3 separate regions of the Mus musculus genome follow, and all the other regions are linked to region 1. A link is a contact called in public HiChIP or PLAC-seq data. All regions are on one chromosome and are shown on one strand. Each heading gives the region's core, a stretch centred on a gene start, on an enhancer-like site or on the middle of the called end of the contact. The rest is flanking DNA. Distances are from core to core; before and after follow the strand shown. Region 1 has its middle 33 kb from the start of Myct1. Region 2 holds the start of Fbxo5 (F-box protein 5). Region 3 has its middle 18 kb from the start of Gm30617.

Evidence for each region. HiChIP or PLAC-seq counts read pairs in DNA pulled down with a chosen protein or histone mark.
Region 2: an H3K4me3 HiChIP or PLAC-seq map of embryonic stem cells shows a contact between it and region 1, with 5 times the contacts expected there. The contact joins the promoter of Fbxo5 here to the enhancer-like site in region 1. A contact is called at or near these places in 3 of 39 promoter capture datasets (the HPC-7 cell line, cranial neural crest and hippocampal neurons), 7 of 484 Hi-C or Micro-C datasets (embryonic stem cells, hematopoietic stem and progenitor cells, megakaryocyte progenitors and 2 more), 14 of 115 datasets of contacts at active chromatin or transcription factors (the 230-238 cell line, astrocytes, bone marrow-derived macrophages and 2 more) and 2 of 9 other capture datasets (adipose tissue and liver).
Region 3: an H3K27ac HiChIP or PLAC-seq map of embryonic stem cells shows a contact between it and region 1, with 2.4 times the contacts expected there. The contact joins two enhancer-like sites. A contact is called at or near these places in 1 of 39 promoter capture datasets (3T3-L1-derived adipocytes), 7 of 115 datasets of contacts at active chromatin or transcription factors (bone marrow-derived dendritic cells, embryonic stem cells and stem cell-derived neural progenitor cells) and 3 of 9 other capture datasets (adipose tissue, liver and pancreatic islet).

What each region holds. Positions count from the first base shown.
Region 1 is chr10:5,558,735-5,563,419 of GRCm38.p6, reverse strand. No RefSeq gene overlaps it. Among named protein-coding and RNA genes, the nearest start is that of Myct1, 33 kb to the left of the region's middle. Within about 2 kb of position 2,694, at least 7 of the 459 cell types and tissues checked have an H3K27ac peak or open chromatin away from gene starts, as enhancers often do. A contact at or near this core is called in embryonic stem cells, where this site is marked.
Region 2 is chr10:5,803,483-5,808,167 of GRCm38.p6, reverse strand. It overlaps Fbxo5 (F-box protein 5), which reads left to right and starts at 2,703. Exons shown (of 5, transcript NM_025995.2): 1 at 2,703-2,909. The coding sequence starts at 2,831.
Region 3 is chr10:5,771,012-5,775,696 of GRCm38.p6, reverse strand. No RefSeq gene overlaps it. Among named protein-coding and RNA genes, the nearest start is that of Gm30617, 18 kb to the left of the region's middle. Within about 2 kb of position 1,901, at least 19 of the 459 cell types and tissues checked have an H3K27ac peak or open chromatin away from gene starts, as enhancers often do. A contact at or near this core is called in embryonic stem cells, where this site is marked.

The DNA.
Region 1 (4,685 bases), core at 1,445-3,944:
CCACTGCTGCTGACTTGAGGCTATCTGACCCATGACTTTCCTTCCATCTTGCCTTAGTAACCCTAGGGCAAGAGATTAGAGTGGAACATTTCCATGCTCAATTGCACATGGGTTCTGAAATTTGAATTCATGTCCTCATGAGTGTATGACAAGTGCTTTATTTACTGAGCCATTTCCCCATCTTCCAGACATCTTTTATAAAGAGTACACACCTTAAATTTATTAAATTGTAGTTTTCAAGGAGTGTGACTCACCTGATATCATAGCACAGTTGTTCCTGTGATAGCAGAAACGTTGTCCTGGTATCACACTTGTCAAATATGGACAGCCTAGGTAGGTGGATGGCAATATAAGGATCGATCTAGAACTTCAACATTTCGTTAAAAAGAACAAATAATAGAGAACTATTAGCTCCAAGACAAAGACTTGTGCTGAGATGTCATTGCATATGAACACATCCTGCTGAGGTTACATCAAATCAGGGGCTTTCATCAGAGTAGACCTATCATAAGCCCAGGAAATATAATTGTACAAGCGAGATAGACAAGAGCCTGGAGCTAGAATTAACTGCTCAGCTTCTATGATGAGAACTCAATAGATGATTCCTGAACTAGTAAAATCAATAATTTGGGGCAGGAGATGTGCCTCAGTCATTAAAAGTACCACATGCTCTTCCAGAGAACCTGGGTTTGGTCACAGTACCTATATGGCAGCTCACATCTGTCTGCATGTAACTTGAGTTCTGGGACACCCAATACCCTATTCTGGCCTCCCACTGGCATGCATATGATACACAAACATGCACACAGGCAAAGCACATAGATAAATGTTTCTAAACTTCAAGAATGAACATGAGCTTGTTTACAGAGAGGAAGGTAAATATAAATTAAACACCGCTATTTTTTTTCAGATATTATACCCCAAGAGAAGAAGAATCAGGAGAAGTAAGGATGAAGGATTATTCTTTCCCATACCACAAGTCTATAATCATTTGATTTAAAAAAAATTAGTGTACATTTTGGTAAATATTTTGAAAATATACAATTCAAAATAAAAATAACCTAGGAGCGCTGGAAGAGACAAAAAATCAATAGCCGAAGAGTCTAATTTTCTTTTTACTCTAAGGTAAAAAAAAAAAAAAATGAGGTAAAGAGAAATAATTTTTAAAATTAAGCTTCTTTAAGGATTAGTGTTACTGTATTGCTGCCTAAGATGATTTTATCTTCTATTTAACTTTTCACCACTGTTCCACATATTTGTTTTACTTTTGTTTTTATTGAAAGAACAAATAGAAATTAAGTAGAAAATACAGTTTTTACTAGGAAACCGTAAGGTGATGAGGGCAATGAGCTACACATTGAAGAGGAAAAAGCACGAGGCCTGAGGAGAAAGACTCTCAGTAAAGGGTTTGTTGGGCGATCGTGAGGACCTCTCAGTTTGGATCTTCAGCATCCACTTGAAAGCTAGGTGTGGCAGTACAGGTCTATTATCCCACAACTGGGAAATCAGAGGCAGGAGGGGAGCCCATTGACCAATCAGCCTAGCTGAAACCATAAGCTCCTCCTTCAGTGAGAGACTGTCTCAAAAATATGGGAGAAAACAAAAAAGAAAGACTGCCCACATTGTCCTCTGGCTTCTGCATGTGTGCACATACATATGCACACATGAACACACAAACACACACATTAGCATGTACTTACACAAACATGCCCACAAAGAGAATACAGTATTGTAGTTGTGGATTATAGTTAATTAGACAATTTTAACTGGGTTAATGGTAATTATGTGGTTTATTCTCTGTGAATGCTTGAAGTTTTTTTGTTTTTTGTTTTTTGTTTTTTTTTTTTTTTTTGTAAATCAGTGCACAATATCCATCTATACACCATGCTTATGTTTTGCCAGTTTTAGTAGGTTGGCTTGCATGTAACAAATAAGTGAAATTATTTCTAATATTGCTAGGAGTATCTACCCATAAACCTCTTGTGGAGTGCCAGTGAGCCTCTGCTGCTGGAGATGAATTTGAGGACGAGTTGAGGAGGACAGGCAGCAGCCACCTATAAGTAAACGCCTGGGGCCACTCAGTCATAAAGGCATCTCCTGCAAGAGGACCTAATTGAAGACTGACTGAGAGACCAAGGATTGCTGATGCAAACAATGCAGGCTAATCGGGAACTGCTGTTTAGAAGAGATACTTTCTGGGGATCCGTGGGCATGGCTTGAGGGTATCAAAGGAGCTTGCAGCAGTGTTCAGATGAGCTTGCTTGGGCATTTTTCACCTGCTCCCAGAGTCTATGTTGTTGATTCCGCCCCAGCTCATCTCCAACCCCCAAGGGCAGGTAGAGTCAGCAATGAATAGATCAAGACACAGACAACAGGCGAGTATTTATTTCAGTGTCTGTCAAATAATAGGAAACAAAAATTTTTTTTCTTTATGTCTACTGGGACCATGGTGTTCAAAATCTAAGCAAAAGCCATTTGTACTCACACCCCACAGCTCTTTTTGGTTGCTGTTTTGTCTCGTCTGCTTTAGTTTGGTTTGTGTACTGGGGAGGAGGGGTGTGAGAAATTTCACGGTGGATATGTTGTTTCTTTCCCAAATGTCCTGATATTGCTCTGTTTCATCAACTCTGTAGGCAAGGTCAACAGACGCTCTCCTCTGCTGCTTGAAAGAGAAATTAACATATGACTGAAGTTGCTGGAGGACAAGTCCTATGACCAACCTTCACCTCAGGGTGTTGGCTACAGTGTATACAGTATTCTTTGTATCCAGTCTCCAAGTAGCTTTGTGTCTGAACTGCTGGTAGACTTCACCCATAGTGTAGGTTTTAAACCTCATTCCAGCTCAGGAGACTTAGAACATGGGATGCTGACTTCGGGGGGGGGAAAAACATATCAAAATTTTTTGATAATTCAGAAGTGCTGTGTAGAAAGTGTTGCTTTTGTGAAAACATCTCAGATTTGGACAAAGACCCTCAAATTATACATCTTAAATCATAATCTACATCATAACAACTATTCATACTGTATCTTAAGTCCTCTTTATCACAGCATTTTATGTGGATTACCTCGTTCTTGCATTTGTATTCATTTATTCATATTTTAAATGACTCTTGTGGATTCCACATTCTTGAATTTGTATCAATTTACTCATAATTTAATGACTCCTTGGGAGAAAGCATTCGAAGAGCTCAGTGCATGCATAGTTTGTAAATCTTTGCGTTTCTTCCCTACAAAATAGATTGCCTTAAAATGATTCTTATCTAAATCTTCAAGCAAAATGTTAGACATAAGGATTCTTAAAACATATGTATATATGTGCATGTGATATGTGTGTCTGTGTAGGTGTATGTCTGTGCATGTGTGTGTTTATGTATCTGTTTGTCTCTATCTGTTTCTATCTGTCTGTCTCTGTCACTCTCTCTCTCTCTCTCTCTCTCTCTCTCTCTGTGTGTGTGTGTGTGTGTGTGTATTTCTGTGGGTATCTACATGAAGGTTAGAGGACAAACTGTTGGAATCAGTTCTTTATTTGTATCTTGTGGGCCCCACAGAGCAAATGTAATTCATCAGGTTTGGTAGTAAATGCTTTTCCCTGTTGTCCCAGACCTAAGCATTCCTAAGGACAATACAGACAGAGTAAGACAGGACAGCAGATACTGGAAGGAGGAAAATTAACCAAAAAATCCAGAGGAACCGGTAAGCAGATAAAGAACAACTGTGGTGGCTGTGCAGAAAGTGGCAGAAGGGACAGCAGAGGGTCACCAGGGTGACAGGGAAATTTGTTTCCAGGGATTGTCTTAAGGAAGGCATGAAGATCAGATGTTCTGCTAACTTAGCAGTTTGGAGAAAATAGAAGAAACAAAAACAGAGAGGGGTGGAGCGAAAATGCAGAAATACACGTGAACATAGCCCCATCTTTTCCTTAACACAGAGTTATTTTCTTTGTTCCCCAGACTCAGCATTGGAGGTTTGGCCCTGCTGCCTCAGTGGCTGCAGCTTTTGCCTGTGAAATGCTGTCTACAATTGATCACCTCCTTTGCCTTTCGACTGCCATCAGCTTATTTCAGCACTCATTGTCTCTCATCGAGGAACTCAAGGATATCTTTGCATCCCTCCCTTTTGGACTGAACAATGCCTCCTTCCTGGCTTGCATGTGAAGCTCTAACCCTAAAACGTCTGTACTTGGTGTCAGAGTCTTTGAAGGGATAATTAAGGACATGTGAGCTTCTAAAGATGGAGGCTATGTTAGTTATTTTTCTGATAAAACAACATGACCAGAAGCAACTTCCAGAAGGAAGAGTTTATTTGATCTTATAATTACAGTGAGAGAGTCCATGACAGCAGGTGGTAAGAGCAGGAAGCCAAGAGATCATCATCACTGACAAACAGGAAGTGAACTGCATATGAGGGAAGTCTTGTAAACCCCCAAAGCCCATCCTATGACCTACTTCCTCTAGCAAAATGACACATATAGAAAAATCCCATAGCTACCCCAATCATCATCAGCAACCAGGGACCATGTGTTCAAATATGTGAACCTACAGAGGACATGTTTTTGTATGAACCACCACAGGTCCTAACCAACTAACAGCAGTGCTAAGGCAAACACCCACAGTAGTCTGTTGATACAATCAAGAGAAGCTTTGTAAACTGGGAATGTGTGAAGTGTCAGCCAATGAACACAGCTT
Region 2 (4,685 bases), core at 1,454-3,953, 240 kb before region 1:
CATCAGTTAATACTGCTCCAACACAATTAAGCTCAAATATAAAGTCAACGCTTAATTAACCTGGAAAACTGACACGGGCTGTGACAAATTATTGCAGCATGTAAGAAAACATGCTTGTCTCCTTGTGGAAACTTGAGATTTTCCAACAACCTGTCAGCCATTTTCTTCAGGAAGGGAAAAAATGCTGAAAAGTACTTTCAGACTATAGTGAAGAACCAAAGGTTACATTCCAGGTGCTCAGTTGTTTGCTAAACTTGCCTTCCCACCTGAAATTTCCATCTCTCTGTATATGCAAATAAAAGATAAGGAGTTTCCAAGGTTAAGCAGAGTAGAAACAGGAATGTGTACTATCAAGTTCCAGCAAAGAATATTACTTCCTGGAATAACAGAAGGAACTACTGGACTCTTGCTGAAAGGAACTTGGTTCATTTTGCCCTCAAGAATACTTCCCGATCTCACGAGGATTCAAAAGTTTGTACACTCCTTGACTAGCTCTGAAACCACAGTAAGATCTTAGACTTCTAAGCACAATCGTATAAAGTGAAAATATTGCTAAGATATTTAAGAATGGCAAGCTAATAGTAAGCTTTTTCTTGTCATTCCTCAGCACTGTGACAGGTTCCCACTGCCTCTAAAAGCCAAATCCATTATTGTACACACCAATGGTCTGCATCTAGTGTTATTTCACATTAGGAAGTATATTTCGCATGCACAAAGATCTCCCTGGTACAGCATTTAAAATTATTTGAGACAATTTTTTTTGTTTTGTTTTGTTTTGTTTTTTGAGACAGGGTTTCTCTGTGTAACTCTCTCTGCTGGGGAACTAGGTTTTCTGGCTCCTGTGTGTGTGTGTGTGTGTGTGTGTGTGTGTGCCACCATGCCCGACCACGTAGCATTTTAATATCCATTCAGCAAGACTCCAACTAAAGTTCTTACAATCTACAAATACCACATGATCTAGCTTCTGACTTTTCCGGATGCAAACACACACACACACACACACACACACACACACACACACACACACACACCCCTGTCCCCCTTGCTTGAGCTCTAGGCACTTTTTTTAATGTAGTTCTTTGTGAGGTCAATACAGTTCAAAGTGTCAAACTTAACTGACCATTCAAGATTCTCAACCTATGTCTCTATTAACAGTTCTTTTAACACGTAGTTTAGTATCTTTCATTTACTGAAAATTTTGATTGCCAAATTCCTTCTCATTAGGATATAAACTTCCTTAAAGACAGGGCTCGTGTCTTTTCAGCCTTTTTACTTAGAGGCAAAGTTCTCAGGTACAAAACAGAAATAGCGGTCAAGATTTTGGTAAGCAACACCACCTACATCACTATTTTTTTTGCAACACTCCAAACGTGAAAATGCCAGAAAACTAGGGATAAACAAAAAGAATTTGATAAAAACTGGATCCACCCAACGTTTGTATGACTCAGTCCAATCTTGGTCCCGCTTTACACAGGAGCTGCATGGAACACTAACAGAAAGTCATATGCTCTTGCAGAAAAGCAAGAGGGAAATGGCATATCCTGTAGCTTTACTGCTCTGTAGTCTGAAAAGAAGTTAAGTGTATTGTCACCACTTAGAAATAAATTCAAGACGTGCATGCCCAGCATCATTAGTGGTGCACTATAGCTCACCATCAGACTTAATAATACTTTCACTCTCGCCTTTGATATAAAAATATCCACGCAGCCAGGGCGCTCCACCCCAAAGAGACGGGAGTCTGACTTATTTAGGGGAACAGGTCGGCTGTCGAGCCTAGCCAACGAAGGTTAAGAACACATAAAATAAAATACAAATTAACACTTTTAAGAATTCGTGGTGGTTGAAAACCCAAAAGAATGCAATGGCCAAAGCAGGGCTATACAGAGAAACCCTGTCTCGAACCGGCCCCCCCGCCCCCAACCCAAAAAAAAGAAAAAAAGAATGCAATGGCCAGATCTAAGTTAGGCCGCGCCCTCAGCCTTCGGAAGGCGCCAAGCAAAGGGACGCCGGGGTCCTGCTGCGCGCCATCCCCAGGGCAAGGGCGGTTCTCCGGTCACATGTCCCCCCCAGCTAGTCCGCCCCGCCCGGAGGGAACCGCCAGGCTCCTCGCGCGCAAGCGCCAACCCGCCAACTCCGTAGTGGCGGCCGCGCAATACGCAAGCGCAGGAGCTCCAGGCAGGGGGTGGAGCCAATTTAGGAGGGAGAGTAGAGCGCGCCTAAATCCTAGAGAGGCGGGTCCGGAGCCAGGGGAAGGGCTTGTTTTCCGGAAGGTGTGCACTCAGAGTGGCGGGTTTGCAGCTCTGCAAACTCGCTCGTAACAGACGATGGAGGAAGACTGGGGGCCCGCCTGTGTCCATCACAGACTTTCAGGCAGAAGTCGGAGCTGTCCCCAGGACATGAGGACTCTGGAGAAGCCGGTTCGCGGGATAACGGAGGGGGGGTGCGGGGAGAGGGCAGCATGGCGGGTTTGCGCAGAGGACCAGCCGCCTTCACAGGCCACGCCTACATGGGCGTGCTTGCCAGCTCCATCAGCAACTTTGGGGAGGCGAGGATCTGGGCGTGTGGGAGGAGCCCAGGCTCCAGGGCTGGCTCCGCCCCCGCGCCCTCCTATTGGGCGAGCGAGGGCGTCCTCTCATGCCGCCTGCCTATTGGCACGCTTGTGCAAACGCCGCGCCCCATTGGTCTGTTCTGATTTGGGCACCAAATTCAAAGATTTTAAAAGTACCAGCTGGCGCCTTTTAAGAGCTGCGGCTCGGCGCCTCGTCTGGCCGGCCACCTTTTTCCTGTCGTCGCCGCCACCTCCCCAGCATTGGAGCCCGAGTTTTGCGGCATGAGCCGGCGCACCTGCAGTGACCTGCGCCGGCCGTCCTCCTGTCCCTGCCGTCTTGGCGCGCGGACTACCGTGGACGGTGAGTGTGAGGCGGGCATCGTGGGAATCCTTTCTCTGTGGCGGCAGCCTCAGAAACTGGGTGCTTGCAGATCACGGTGTTCCGGGCCTCAGGCGACCTATTTGGGCCCGGGACTGGGAGGAAGGCGCGGAGCAAGGGTGGCTGGTGCAGAGTGGGACAGATGTGGTCGGCCTTGTACGGGGTCCTACTATTCCATCCCACCCCGAGACCCTGCACTGGGGACGTGCAAGGTAGTGGCTTCTGCGCGCCGCATTCCACCCCACCCCCTGCCTGGGCGCCAAATGCCCCCTCCTCTCCCCTCCTCAACTCATGCTCGAGCTGTGACAGGACTGTGGGACTCCAAGCTGGCCAGATGGCCCCATCTCTAGCCTCTACGCCCCCCATTTCACAACTCATCTATCTCACATCCATACTCAGTCTCCGTAACTTTTTGCCCTCAGAGCCCTGGCTGGAGAGCGCGGGAGATTGAGCTCCGCGCTTATCTCCCGCCTTCCCTCGTGCACCGCGCCCTCGGGGCACCTCCCACCACCGACCCCCTCAGCATTTCTAGGGGCTCCTTCTCAGCTCCCGCCAAATGTAAAGGACCCCCCAGCCCCCGCCTGCCCACTGTACCAAATGGAAAAAGTTTTTTTTTTCCTCCCCTGTTTTGCTGCTTCTCAGTAAGTCTCAAGGCCTGGAGTCAGCAGGGCCTTTTAAAAAGCGCCCTTTTTCCTCCAAAACGGTGAGTTTGCCTGTAGTGTTTAGCTGATGAAAGAATCGAGGAGGGATTGTTTAATTTTCGGGTGTTTTGAAGAATTAATGGTCACTTTTTCCAACGTTTAGGTGAGCAGAGAGAATCAATTGTTTATTTTCTTATTAATTTTTTATCTTTCTTGGCATCTCAATGAAAGATGCATCGGTTCTATCGTAGAAAATTTCCAACTGAAGGAAGAGGTAATTCATTCTCTCTCTCTCTCTCTCTATATATATATATATATCCTCAATAATCTTTCTTCATCAGAAAAGGAATTAAGTCTTGAAGAGAAGAAAGTACTAGCTTAGCAGAATGTGTCTGTAAAAGAGTACCCGAGTCTCCGTTAGAAAATAAGAAATTTAATGGTTTACGAAGGGATTCTTTTGCTCAGCTTTCCTCCTCAGGAAATGCTTGCTGCCCCCAACTCCCCTCCCCCACTGGGTTTACAGCCTTGAAGAAACCTTAAAAAATAATTAGAACATTTAAATATTTTTCAAAGTAGACTTAAAGGTTTTCTCTTGGCTTATACTTTCAATCACCTTTCCTCACCCTTGCACAAAGAAGGGATGGTGTTTGACCTTGGCCACATGGCTGGGGACTGAGACTGAAACCTAGTTAACATATGGAAGAGCTAAGACTTTAAGGCCAGCTTTCATTACAGTCTTTAATCTGGAGTGTAAAGCCTGTGTTTATAAGTTAAATGAAAGGCCAGACTTGGTGCACTTTAGCTCTCCACCTTTCCCCCATCCCGTGATTGGCTGAGGGGTGCTAATGTGAGTTCTAAAACATTGAAATATTTTTCGTTTTATCTGTAAGTTCATTTAAGGACAGCCCCCTCCCCAAAACCTAATAGAATAAGCTGGTCAGAAAGCTCCGCAGAGATTCTTTCATTTGAAGTTTTGCCTCCTCATTTGTGCTTTTGTGGAATTTATCTTGATTTTCAGTGTAAGAAATGCCAGCAAGTTTGCCTTTTTGTGATTTAACTAGATAAACAGATGCTTTTAATTAGATCATCCATTTAATCCAGTTTTGTTTTCTTCCCC
Region 3 (4,685 bases), core at 652-3,151, 210 kb before region 1:
AACACTTCATACTGGTCAAAGGAATAATCTACCAAGATGAACTCTCAATTCTGAACATTTATGCTCCAAATGCAATGGCACTCACATTCATAAAAGAAACTTTACTAAAGCTCAAAGCACACATTGCACCCCACACAGTAATAGTGGGAGACTTCAACACCACACTCTCAGCAATGGACAGATCATGGAAACATAAACTAAACAGAGACATAGTGAAACTAACAGAAGTTATGAACCAAATGGATCTAAAAGATATTTATAGAAGATTTCATCCTAAAGCAAAAGGATATACCTTCTTCTCAGCATCTCATAGTACCTTCTCCAAAATTGACCTATAATTGGTCACAAAACAGGTCTCAACAGATATAAGAAGATTGAAATACTCCCATGTACCCTATCAGATCACTACAGACAAAAGCTGGTGTTAAATACCAACAAACACAACTGAAAGCACACATATACATGTAAGCTGAGCAACATCCTACTCAATGAAAATTTGGTCAAGGAAGAAATAAAGAAAGAAATGAAAGGTTTTTTAGAATTTAATGAAAATGAAGACACATCATACCAAAACTTATGGGACATGATGAAAGCATTCCTACGAGGAAAACTCATAGCTTTAAGTGCCTCCAAAAAGAAACTGAAGAGAGCTTATACTAGCAGATTGACACACCTGAAAACTCCAGAACATAAAGAAGCAAATACACCCAAAAGGAGTAGACAGCAGGAAATAATAAAACTCAGAGTTGAAAGCAACCAAATAGGAACAAAAGAACTATACAAAGAATCAAAAAAACATGAGCTGGTTCTTTGAGAAAATCCACAAGATAGATAAACCCTTACCAGATTAACCAAAGGGCACAGAGACATATCCAAATTAATAAAATCAGAAATGAAAAGGGAGACATAACAATGAAATATATCTGAAAATGACTATCTCTTTGTTGAATATTAACAGTTGAAAATATTAAAATCATGTTCTACCAAAAATGAAATTCTGGAAGTCCTCAAAGTTAGATGTTTTTCTTGCTTATGATACCAACATGCATTAATTGAGCCATTCTATTATTTCATGATGTCTGCACAAGTCATAAAATAATAAAATCTAAAAAATATCAAGTATAAGCCGGGCGTGGTGGCACACGCCTTTAATCCCAGCACTCGGGAGGCAGAGGCAGGTGGATCTCTGAGTTCGAGGCCAGCCTGGTCTACAAAGTGAGTTCCAGGACAGCCAGGGCTATACAGAGAAACCCTGTCTCGAAAAACCAAAAAAAAAAAAAAAAAAAAATATCAAGTATATTATTAGACTGACCAAATGCCATCCATAGGTATTATGTGTGGCAAGAACAGCTAACTTATTTGTCAAAATATTATTTTTATCTTGTTTTGAACTTTGGAAATTGATAGGTGGGTTTACCATGTAAGAGTTAGGGAATCCTACTGAGACAGGAATTTTCACTACAGCCAGGCATAGAAGGCTACAAGCAAGTTGGTGAATTCTTCTTAATTAGTAGAACACACTATATGTTTCTATTTTAAGAATTTATTTTTTAATTCATAAAAATTAATTTATTTTTTTATTTTATGGGTGTTTGCCTGCATGTATATCTGTGCACCATGTGTGTATAGTGCTCATAGAGGCCAGAGAAAGGCATTGGATAGTTGTTGACTAACATGAGAGTGTTTTGAATTGAACCCCAATCACCTGGAAAACAGCCAGCACTCTCAAGTACTGAGACATCTCTCTATCCCCAAAGATTTTTTATAATGTTTACAATAGTTTTAAAAAACTCAGAAAGCAAGAGCAGCCATTGATTTAAAGGCATTTGAGAGCACTGGAGAGGTGGAGTGAGGGTAATTACTATCTGAATACAGGCTAGCCTTCTCTAGACAAAGCCCTCTGAATTCAGAGAGCTCTGCTACACACTCCAGTGAAGTCTGCTTGGCAGCTGAGAGGCCTGGAAGCACTCACGAGGCAGGGAGTTTCAAGGAAACTCAACCTCCTGGAACCAGGCATTCTCATAACCCATATACTCATACTCTATCCCCGTGTTAGTCTGGTGTATGGATCCACGCCGTTAAAGATTGAATTCTGACATAGCTAAGCCTTCGCCAGTGTTCCAACGTCCCAGAAAATCCTTGAAGCCGGATGAGCTTGGAATTCAGTAGAAATCCAGTGAGGTTACCTATTCAGTAACATTCAAATTTACTTCAAGTAGAGACAGTGAAACTAATTAGGCATTACAAAGAACAGAGCTGGAATAGCTCAGGGCTAGTCTGCAGAGTGTTTACTTAGGACAGTAGCCAGTCTCACCCAAACAAGGGAATACACCATGGCCTAGCTAATAGGTGGGTTTACCATGTAAGAGTTAGGGAATCCCACTTAAACAAGAATCTTCTCTACAGCCAGGTATAACAGGCTGCATTGCATATTAGAAGCAAGTTGGTGAATTCTTCTGACAAATGGAGATTCTCCACAGATACTTAAAAGAACAGCCAAGTTACACTCATACAAGAATTTATCAAGGCCTAGGAAATAGGAGGTTTGTGGTATTGCATTATTCATGAGAAGGTCTGCTAGAGCAGAACCCCCTAGTGCTAGCTTTCACAAGGCTCAAAGAGTAGCACAAATTGTGACTAGGGTGTGAAATCCTCACCTGTCATTAGCTGACCCTAGGCAGGGCTCTCTTATTTTACTGTAAATATTACCTGGTTCCTGTAAGTCTTCTTGAAGTCATTCCTCTGTTTTGTGTCAGATAACTGCAATGTACTTTGTCTACTGTGACACCCTACCCCTTTGTTTTCTGTATTATATAAGATTGGTGTTCACTTTGTGACAATACATTCAGATTCTACACAATCTCTTGTGTCACTTCTGTTTGTCATTCACCGACTCCTTGTCCATCTACAACCAGAGACTTGTTCTACACAGACAGGGACCAAAGAGGGTCTACGGCAGAACTCTGGAGTGAGCTGTCGGAATGGAGATTAGAAACAAGCAGCTTCAGTGACAGCGGGTGTTGAGCATTCATTCATCCATCCATTCATTCAAGAGATTATTATACATGCGGTGCTGGACTCTCTCCTTTGCCTGCTTGCCTTGTGGGACTGAGCAACTGCTAGACCCCCTGGACTTCCATTCACAGCTGCTGCTGACCATTGCTGGGAATTGGACTGCAGACTGTAAGTCATCAACAAATTCCTCTACTATATAGAGACCATCCATAAGTTCTGTGTCTCTAGAGAACCCTGATGAGTACAGAAGTTGATTAAGCAGAGGAGATTCAGCCTCAAAGAAGGCAGATGCAGGCCTTTCCAAAACAGAGTCCAGAATGGAATGAAGCAGAAATAATAAATTATAATCAATTTTAACAAACTTTTTTTTCACCATACCCAATTATGAGTTCATACCAGATTCAATTTACACTGTTGCAATATTTCTTGTTAGTCTTAAAAATATTCTGTTTGAGTTTACTTATATATGTACACATGTGAGCACATACACATATATACACACATATGCACACACACTGGTGGACAGGAGTTGCAGGCAGGGCAGTGGTGACTATAGATCAGAGAGCACTGAATATCAGCTGTGCTTCCTGACAACCTCCAGCATATTGTTGGGACAGTAAAAAAATGACTGTCTTGGTCATGTTCATTAGAGGCCTTTATGCATTAAAAGGACATGGCTAGATTAATCTTATGGTAGACTTCACTAACTGATTTATGTATAATGGAATGGTATAGTTTTTTTTTTCTCCCTTAATGTTAACTTACAGTTAAAGGAGCAGAAAATTGACTAAAAATTATCTTCCAAGGGGGAAAAAAGATAACCCATGTTTCTTGAATAATTAAAATTTAGATTAAGCTTTCTGAAGGGCATATAAAATGTCTTTAGAAAAGCAACTAGAAATTCTGAGAAGAAAGACAACAATATTTGAATTAACCAATAACTATTACTAGTTGTTTTAACTTTTAACAAGTACAAGTGTTTGTGTGATGTTTTTCTTCATATTCTTCACTGTGTTGAGCATTGGCTATAACTGGACAAAATAGATATGATGCTTCTTCTCATAAACTTCTAGTCCATGTACTCTGAATCTAGATGTGAACTTCTGTTCAGTACCAGGTATTGAATGTAGGGCCTGACATGTGGTGGCTAAGTATTCTATGACCAAACTTTATTGACAGCCCTCCTTTGATCATGAGGCAGGGTCTAAGGAAGTTGTGGAGGCTGGCTTGGAACTTGCTCTGTAACACAAATAGTTCATGAGTATGCAAGTTCTCTACCTCTCTCTACTAAACAGCTGAGGTTTTAGGCCTGTGTTACCAGGCCCAACTAAAACTTGTGTATCTTTAATGAATTTGTGCTAGGCTATGCAAACGTTGTGCTTTGCAATGGTCTACTTGTCTTTCTTTTCTAACCCCCAAAGCTGAAACCACTGGGACCTCTTATCCTCCATTTCAGTCTACATTGCCTCAGGGACATTGATCCCATCTCTCCTGGGAACAAGCCCAGCATGGACAAGAACCTCAGTGCCAGCAGCTCCCAGGCCAGGTTCTCTTGGTCTGGCTTCAGTACTGTGAGTCTTCTTGACTGTGGGTTTTGGTTTGTGCTTCAGTGTTTAGAGTCCAAGCCTGATGCAGCTGCCCCCATTGTCTACCCATACACAAAACCTCAG